Linked DNA regions of Mus musculus: region 2 is linked to region 1. Evidence: chromatin contacts called from public Hi-C data. All regions are on one chromosome and are shown on one strand. Each heading gives the region's core, a stretch centred on a gene start, on an enhancer-like site or on the middle of the called end of the contact. The rest is flanking DNA. Distances are from core to core; before and after follow the strand shown. Region 1 has its middle 12 kb from the start of Gm27204. Region 2 overlaps Rab27a (RAB27A, member RAS oncogene family).

Region 1 (3,576 bases), core at 750-3,249:
TTCATAACTAGCAAAATTACAGTTATGAAACAGCAATGAAAAATTGTTGTATGGCTGGGGGGGTCATTACAACCTGAGAAACTGTATGAAAGGGTCACAGTACCAGGAAGGTTGAGAACTGATGAGTTATACTAACAGGCCAGTAAAACCCCAGGGTCCTCTTGTCTCTGCCTCTCAGCCCAACATCTACACGGCTGCCAGGGATCCGAACTCAGGTCCTGGAGCTCACAGGGAGGTATTCAACCACCAAGTTATCTCCTCAGACCCCACACACATTCATCTTAAAGGCTCTGCTGAGGCCACGACCAAACGTTCAAGATGTCAGAATCTGTCCACAGTATGCCCGGCATGACAGCTAGGAAGTGCCCAGTGCTTCCATATGCCAAGGAGACGCAGGACTCCTGAAACGAAGGTCCAATGATGCCTTGGGATTTTCTACTTGAATCTTAAAATTATTTACTTCAGTGGTTCTCGAAACCTTCCTAATGCTGTGACCCTTCAATACAGTTCCTCATGTTGTATGACTCCTGACTATAAAATGATTTAATTATGACTTCATAATTAATTGTGCTGCTGTTATGAATCAAAGTATAAATATCTGATATGGAAGACATCTGAAGTGTGTCTCCCAAGGGGTCACGACCCACAGGTTGAGAACCACTGGGTTTCTTTATGGAAGAAGAGCTAGCTGATATATTTGAATCAGAACTATTTAATGATACCCATTTCAGCCCAGGTCTCTTTCTCCTCTCCCCTCTCTGCCTTCAGCTCTACCCCTGCTCCCCTCTCCCTTCTCCTCCCCCTTCTCTTTCTCAGGGGATGAGGGGGGTCTCTAGTTTCTTAGGAGCTATCCATTTTTTATTTATTTATTTATTTATTTTATTATTTTTTTTTTTTTTGGTTTTTCGAGACAGGGTTTCTCTGTGTAGCCCTGGCTGTCCTGGAACTCACTCTATAGACCAGGCTGGCCTTAAACTCAGAAATCCACCTGCCTCTGCCTCCCAAGTGCTGGGATTAGAGGAGTGGGCCACCACTACCTGGCCCACATTATCTTTAAGACAGGGTCTCTCACTGTCCTGGATCTCACTGAGTAGGCTGGTTGGGTAGCTAGTGACCCACCCCACCCCCACCCCGGGGGTCCCCCCTCCCTACCTCCCCACAGCACAGCACGGGGCTTGCAAGTTTGCGCCACCATGACTGGCTTGTTAAAAACAAACAAACAAACCACGGGTTCTGGGGATTTAACTTAGGTCCTTTACAGACTGAGCTATCTCCCAAGCAGATGTACACACACACACACACACACACACACACACTCACACACACTCACACACACTGACACACTCTTCCTTCCTCCCTTTCTCTCTTTCTTCTCCCTCCCCTTCTTCTGTTTCTTTAACATGTGAGAAGAAATCAAAGCCTAGGATCATTTAGGGGAATTTTCACTTTGGATCCTCTTTCTGTCTCCTAGACTGTCTTTGGGTAGTATCCCAGTCATGGGCCTGCTGGCCTAAGGTCTTTTCTTTCTTTCTCTCTTCCTTCCTTCCTTCCTTCCTTCCTTCCTTCCTTCCTTCCTTCCTTTCTTGCTCTTTCTTTCTTTCTTTCTTTCTTTCTTTCTTTCTTTCTTTCTTTCTTTCCTTCCTTCCTTCCTTCCTTCCTTCCTTCCTTCCTTCCTTCTTTCTTTCTTTCTTTCTTTCTTTCTTTCTTTCTTTCTTTTTTTCTTTCTTCCTTTCTTTTCCCTGCCCTGATCCCTCTCCACACTATTGACCTGGCTCACAGTAACCTGAGACAACTAGAAACCACTCTTTTCTGAGCCTCTCTAGCTTAGCTGCTGCCAGAGATCTAAGGTTGCAAAATTGTATCTGCTCCCCCCCCCCTCCGCCCCCAAGCAGCAATTAGGCAATTGACAAGCTCGGTGGCCATTTGTACCTTCTGAACAGCGTGCAAATGGCTGATGGTGGGTACTATGTAACAACAGCACATGTTCATCCCTGACCGTTAGCGCTTTCCAGAAACCAGACGACGGGCCAAAGACCATGCTGATGCCCTCGGAGTCAGCAAAGGGAGAGATGGCGCACGGTGCAGCCACCCCCTGGGAGCATGAGCAGCAGTATTTCTAAGATTAATCTGTTGGCAGCTGGTAAGTAGGTGAGTTCCCTGCAGCCTTTGAAAGCAGAGGGGATTGATTCGCAAACGACCGCCCACGCTTCCGGGCAAACATGAGTCCGTGGCGCCATCTTCTGGCAGAAATGACCTCAAGGAGTGGCTGAGGACAACAACAGACATTTTATTGGAGGTGTCAGAAGATTCTGAGCTAGGAGAAATCACAGGACTGGTTTTGATCTGGCCCTTTGGGCGCAGACGGGAGTCAGGGGTAGAGCAGAGATAGAAACTCAGCGGATGAACCGATTGACACCCGTTGATTCTTTCAGCTGAGCCCAGCCAAGCACAGTATATGCTCATACCCTCCATGTGAAAAGTGAAATCAGACAGGCTCAAGAGATGGCTAATTACATGTCCCAGTGGCCTTTCATACACACAAATGACACTTGTAACAGAAACTCAACCTAGGCTCCACAGTGTCTGGGAAAATACCGCCACTCTACCCTGCTCCTGTCTCCAGAGCTCCTGAATGGTCACAGGCCCAGTTATTTGGAGAGAGGACCGCGGAGGGGGCCCCCAGAGAGCAGGGGCATGGAGCCCTAAGAAGGCAAGTGGCTCACAAGCAGTCAGTCAGTAAACAACATTCACCAGACACTTTGTTCTCGAGTTTTTCTCACAAATGCCAGACCAGTGTCTTATTTGGAAAAAATAACTCCTTTGTTATGAAACACAGTGGGGGAGACACTTATTAAGTATAATAGATTGGGCTGGTGAGGGGGCTCAGGGAGTAAGGCTGTTTGACTCCAAGCATGGACCTGGATTTGATCCTAACGAACCACAGACTTCTGAAAGTTGTCCTCTGCCCCCACACACATGCCATGGCACATGCGTGCACACACACAGAGAGAAGTAGAATACACATATATGCCTGCATAGTAGATTACCACAGAAGGGGACACAGGCATCATTTCCCAAGCATCTCTCTCTTGTATACTTGTAACATGCCTGCCACATGTTACACTATTACATATAAATACATTATCCTCTCCGGGTCCTAACCCAGTGGGAGGAGGTCCAGAAATCTCACTCAGAGACTGCTTACCTTTTTTTGGTTTTGTTTGTTTGTTTGTTTTGCTTTGTTGTTTTGTTTTGTTTTCGAGACAGAGTTTCTCGATGTAACAGTCCTGGCTGTCCTGGAAATTGCTCTGTAGACCAGGCTGACCTCCAGCTCACAGAGCTTCTGTCTTCCAAGTGCTGGGATCGAAGGTGTGCACCACCACCGCCCAGATAGGTTATCTGTCTTTTGTATGGTCCTATAATTAAAGTTATTCTTTTGGTGACTCAGTTTGTTATACAACTGCAGCCCATGGTCCTTTTTTTTTTTTTTTTTTTTTTTTTTTAATTAATCTGGAATTTCATTCCATTCTTTTTTTTTTTTTAAAGATTTATTTATTTATTATATGTAAGTACACT
Region 2 (3,235 bases), core at 488-2,987, 300 kb before region 1:
AAGTCAGCCAATGTAGCGGTCTATGTGGCATTCCAGGCCAGTCAGGGCTACATATTCACACACACACACACATACCCCTCTCCAGGAAAGTCCTGGGCACTCTCATTTCACATGTCAAACGCTAACAAACTCTCTGACAATCAGAACAATGATCTTCTGTCCGTCCCCCTCACAGAGACACCTCATCCTGCTCATGAAAGGTGGGTCTGCCCATCTATGCGCACATCAGGTGCCCGCCATGCCTCTCCATTCCCTCATACTGTCTACTCAGGTCCTAGGCTCAACACTAGGTGCTTCATTAGAATAAAAGTACAGGCGAGGGTCTTCTCCTCACACTCACCTCTTCTACCCCTGCCTGAAGCCTCAACTTGGTGACTATTAAAAATTCAAACTTCTCAGCCCCTAGAGCTGCCGTGGAGAACTTCCTCAGACAGCCTTAGCGTAGACCCGTGACCTCATATTGCAGATAGGACTGGCCCAGTGGATAAGGGCAGAGCCTTACCAACCTTCACAGTTCTGTTTGTAGGATATAAAGGGTGACACTTTACTGAGGGGTGGCTGTGTTCATAGTTTCTCCTTGCAGACACTGAACTCGGAATTACTGAGCTCTCCAAACGAGGAGCACATGAAGCTAGAGCCTGGCTTCGTGTTGTACAGAAACGGAGCTAAGACTTGAAAGCAGACCCAGACAGGCTCCAGTCAGCTGGAAGGTGGGGGCTTCAAATGGAAGCAAAGGGGCTCTGGTTCTGCAATAGAAGCAACAAAGACCCTGTACCTGCTTTATTTGTGCTTTATGTTAATTTGGGAAACGCTGGTCAGTCGGGTACCTATGCTTTAGTTTATTTATTTATTTATTTATTTATTTATTTATTATATATAAGTACACTGTAGCTGTCTTCAGACACACCAGAAGAGGGCATCAGATCCTATTACAGATGGTTGTGAGCCACCACGTGGTTGCTGGGAATTGAACTCAGGACCTTTGGAAGAGCAGTCAGTACTCTTAACGCTGAGCCATCTCTCCAACCCTTTAGTTTATTTTTTATTTTACAATCTTTTTTTTTCAGAGACAGGCTTTCTCTGTGCACCCCTGGCTGTCACAGAACTCACTCTATAGAGTGGGCTGATCTCAAACTCACAGACCCACCTGCCTCCTGAGTGCTGGGATTAAAAATCTGTGTCACCACTGTCTGCCCATATTATTTTTATTAATGATGTTGCCTTGTTTTGTTTTGTTTTTTTCAAGACAGGGTTTCTCTGTGTAGCCCTTACTATCCTGGAACTTGCTGTGTAGACCAGGTTAGTTTCAAATTAATGTGTGTGCCACCACACTGCCTGTGTTTTGTTTGTTTGGTTTGGTTTAAAATAAACAAACAAACAAACAAACAAACAAACCCTGGGGGCTAGATGGCTTGGTAGTTAAGAACACCTGTGGCTCTTACAGAGGACCCGGGTTTGGTTCCCAGCACCCACATCAACTCCTCATGATCACCTGTAAACCCAGCTCTAGGATCTGACGCCCTCTACTGGCTTCCTCAGACACTGCATGCAGGTACAAACCCATACACACAAAAATAAAGAATTGTAAGATCTTCGAAGAAAAAAGAACCGTGATAATACACCCCCTCACACAACGGCCCTGAAGATGGAAAGACATGCTGTGTGTGGAATACCCAGCATTCAGTGTCATCTAACAGCCTGTGACTCACAGAACTGCTAGGAAATGCCCAGAAACTCATCTACATTAAGAAGATTACTAAATTCGTCAAGCTAAGATGTGCTGAGGGCACTGGAACCGTGCATCACACATCTGAGTCCCTCTCTCCTGGAGGAAGTACTGTTTCAAAGCCTCCATCAGGGTCAAAAGCTCCAGGCACCTTCTGAGTGGACACACTCGCACTCAGTTGGCTTCTGCCTCTCCCTCCTTACACAAATATTTTCTCAAAGTGCTCCCCACCCTCATTCTCATCAGACTAACAATAGAAAGCACAGAACACCCATTTCCTCAACAAGAACCGCATGTTAGATAAGTGCCAGATAGGCAGAGAGCTTCCTTATTTAAAAGAGAAAAAAAAAAAGTGCAAGAGGAGGGCGGGGCCTGATGGTGAAAGCCAGGAATCCCAGCTACTCCAGAGGCTAAGGCGGGAGGATAGAAAAGGCAGCCTGGGCAACTTGTTGATAGGGTCTACTCAAACAGTAAAAGGACCTGAAGATGCAAGGGGGGCGGGGGGGGGGGGGCGAGCACTTGTCTAGCAGTTCAAGGCCTTAGGCTTAATTCCTAGTACCAAAACTAACAAAAAGACAAACAAAAACTGAAGACATAGGTAAATTGCTTTCCAGGGAGTAAATGAGGGAAGTGGTTTCAGTTCGGACAAAAGGAGATGAGCTTTAGCGGATCATGCCCTTAACCCTGAGACTCAAAAGGCTGACGCAGGAAAGGTTACTGGGCCGCACAGCAAGACTGTCTCAAAAAATAAGGAGAGAGGGACACATTGCCGGACACTGTCATATGCCACAAACAGCACTAGACATAGGGACTTTTACTTATTTATCATCCTTAGGTCTATAGATTTCCAACAGAGAGAGAGAGAGAGAGAGAGAGAGAGAGAGAGAGAGAGAGAGAGAGAGAGAGAGAGAGCCTTCCCAAAGAGGGTTTGCATAGGTCCCAATTCTGACTCTTCCTCTTCTGCCTTACACGGTTCAGTCCCAGTGCTTAAAAGTGACCTCATCCCTTCAATTATAAAACGGAGGCAACAGCCACCAACCTCCCGATAAACACCCTGGCGATAAGCAACTAAGGGGAATCTTGAGTTTTTTGGTTTTTTGTTTTGTTTCCTTTTTTACTTTTTTTTTAAAAAAGATTTATTTATTGTTATATGTAACACACTGTAGCTGTCTTCAGACACACCAGAAGAGGGCATCAGATCTCATTATGGATGGTTATGAGCCACCATGTGGTTGCTGGGATTTGAACTCAGGACCTTAGGAAGAGCAGTCAGTGCTCTTAACCGCTGAGCCATCTCTCCAGCCCCTGTTTTTTACTTTTTAAAAAAGCTTTTGGGATTATAATCCTATAGTTTCTCCTTTCCCTGTCCTCCTTGCTCTCCTCCAAGTGTTACTACATGTCTATATGTGTATGTACATACACGTTAGGTCGGAACTTCAGAAGGCAGTCCATCATTTCAGGAAGTGACAACGGCAGGAACTGGAAGCAGCCGGCCACGCCATATCCATG

The links. Hi-C and Micro-C count contacts between places; a contact is called where the count stands out from the background.
Region 2: a contact with region 1 is called in a Hi-C map of the G1E-ER4 cell line, with 5 times the contacts expected there. The contact joins two enhancer-like sites. A contact is called at or near these places in 16 of 484 Hi-C or Micro-C datasets (the G1E-ER4 cell line, brown adipocytes, embryonic fibroblasts and 9 more), 3 of 115 datasets of contacts at active chromatin or transcription factors (T-cell acute lymphoblastic leukemia, forebrain and memory CD8 T cells) and 1 of 9 other capture datasets (embryonic stem cells).

What each region holds. Positions count from the first base shown.
Region 1 is chr9:72,765,529-72,769,104 of GRCm38.p6, reverse strand. No RefSeq gene overlaps it. Among named protein-coding and RNA genes, the nearest start is that of Gm27204, 12 kb to the left of the region's middle. Within about 2 kb of position 1,999, at least 72 of the 459 cell types and tissues checked have an H3K27ac peak or open chromatin away from gene starts, as enhancers often do. A contact at or near this core is called in the G1E-ER4 cell line, T-cell acute lymphoblastic leukemia and embryonic stem cells, where this site is marked.
Region 2 is chr9:73,069,888-73,073,122 of GRCm38.p6, reverse strand. All of the region lies in intron 1 of Rab27a (RAB27A, member RAS oncogene family), which reads right to left. Among named protein-coding and RNA genes, the nearest start is that of Rab27a, 27 kb to the right of the region's middle. Within about 2 kb of position 1,737, at least 77 of the 459 cell types and tissues checked have an H3K27ac peak or open chromatin away from gene starts, as enhancers often do. A contact at or near this core is called in the G1E-ER4 cell line, T-cell acute lymphoblastic leukemia and embryonic stem cells, where this site is marked.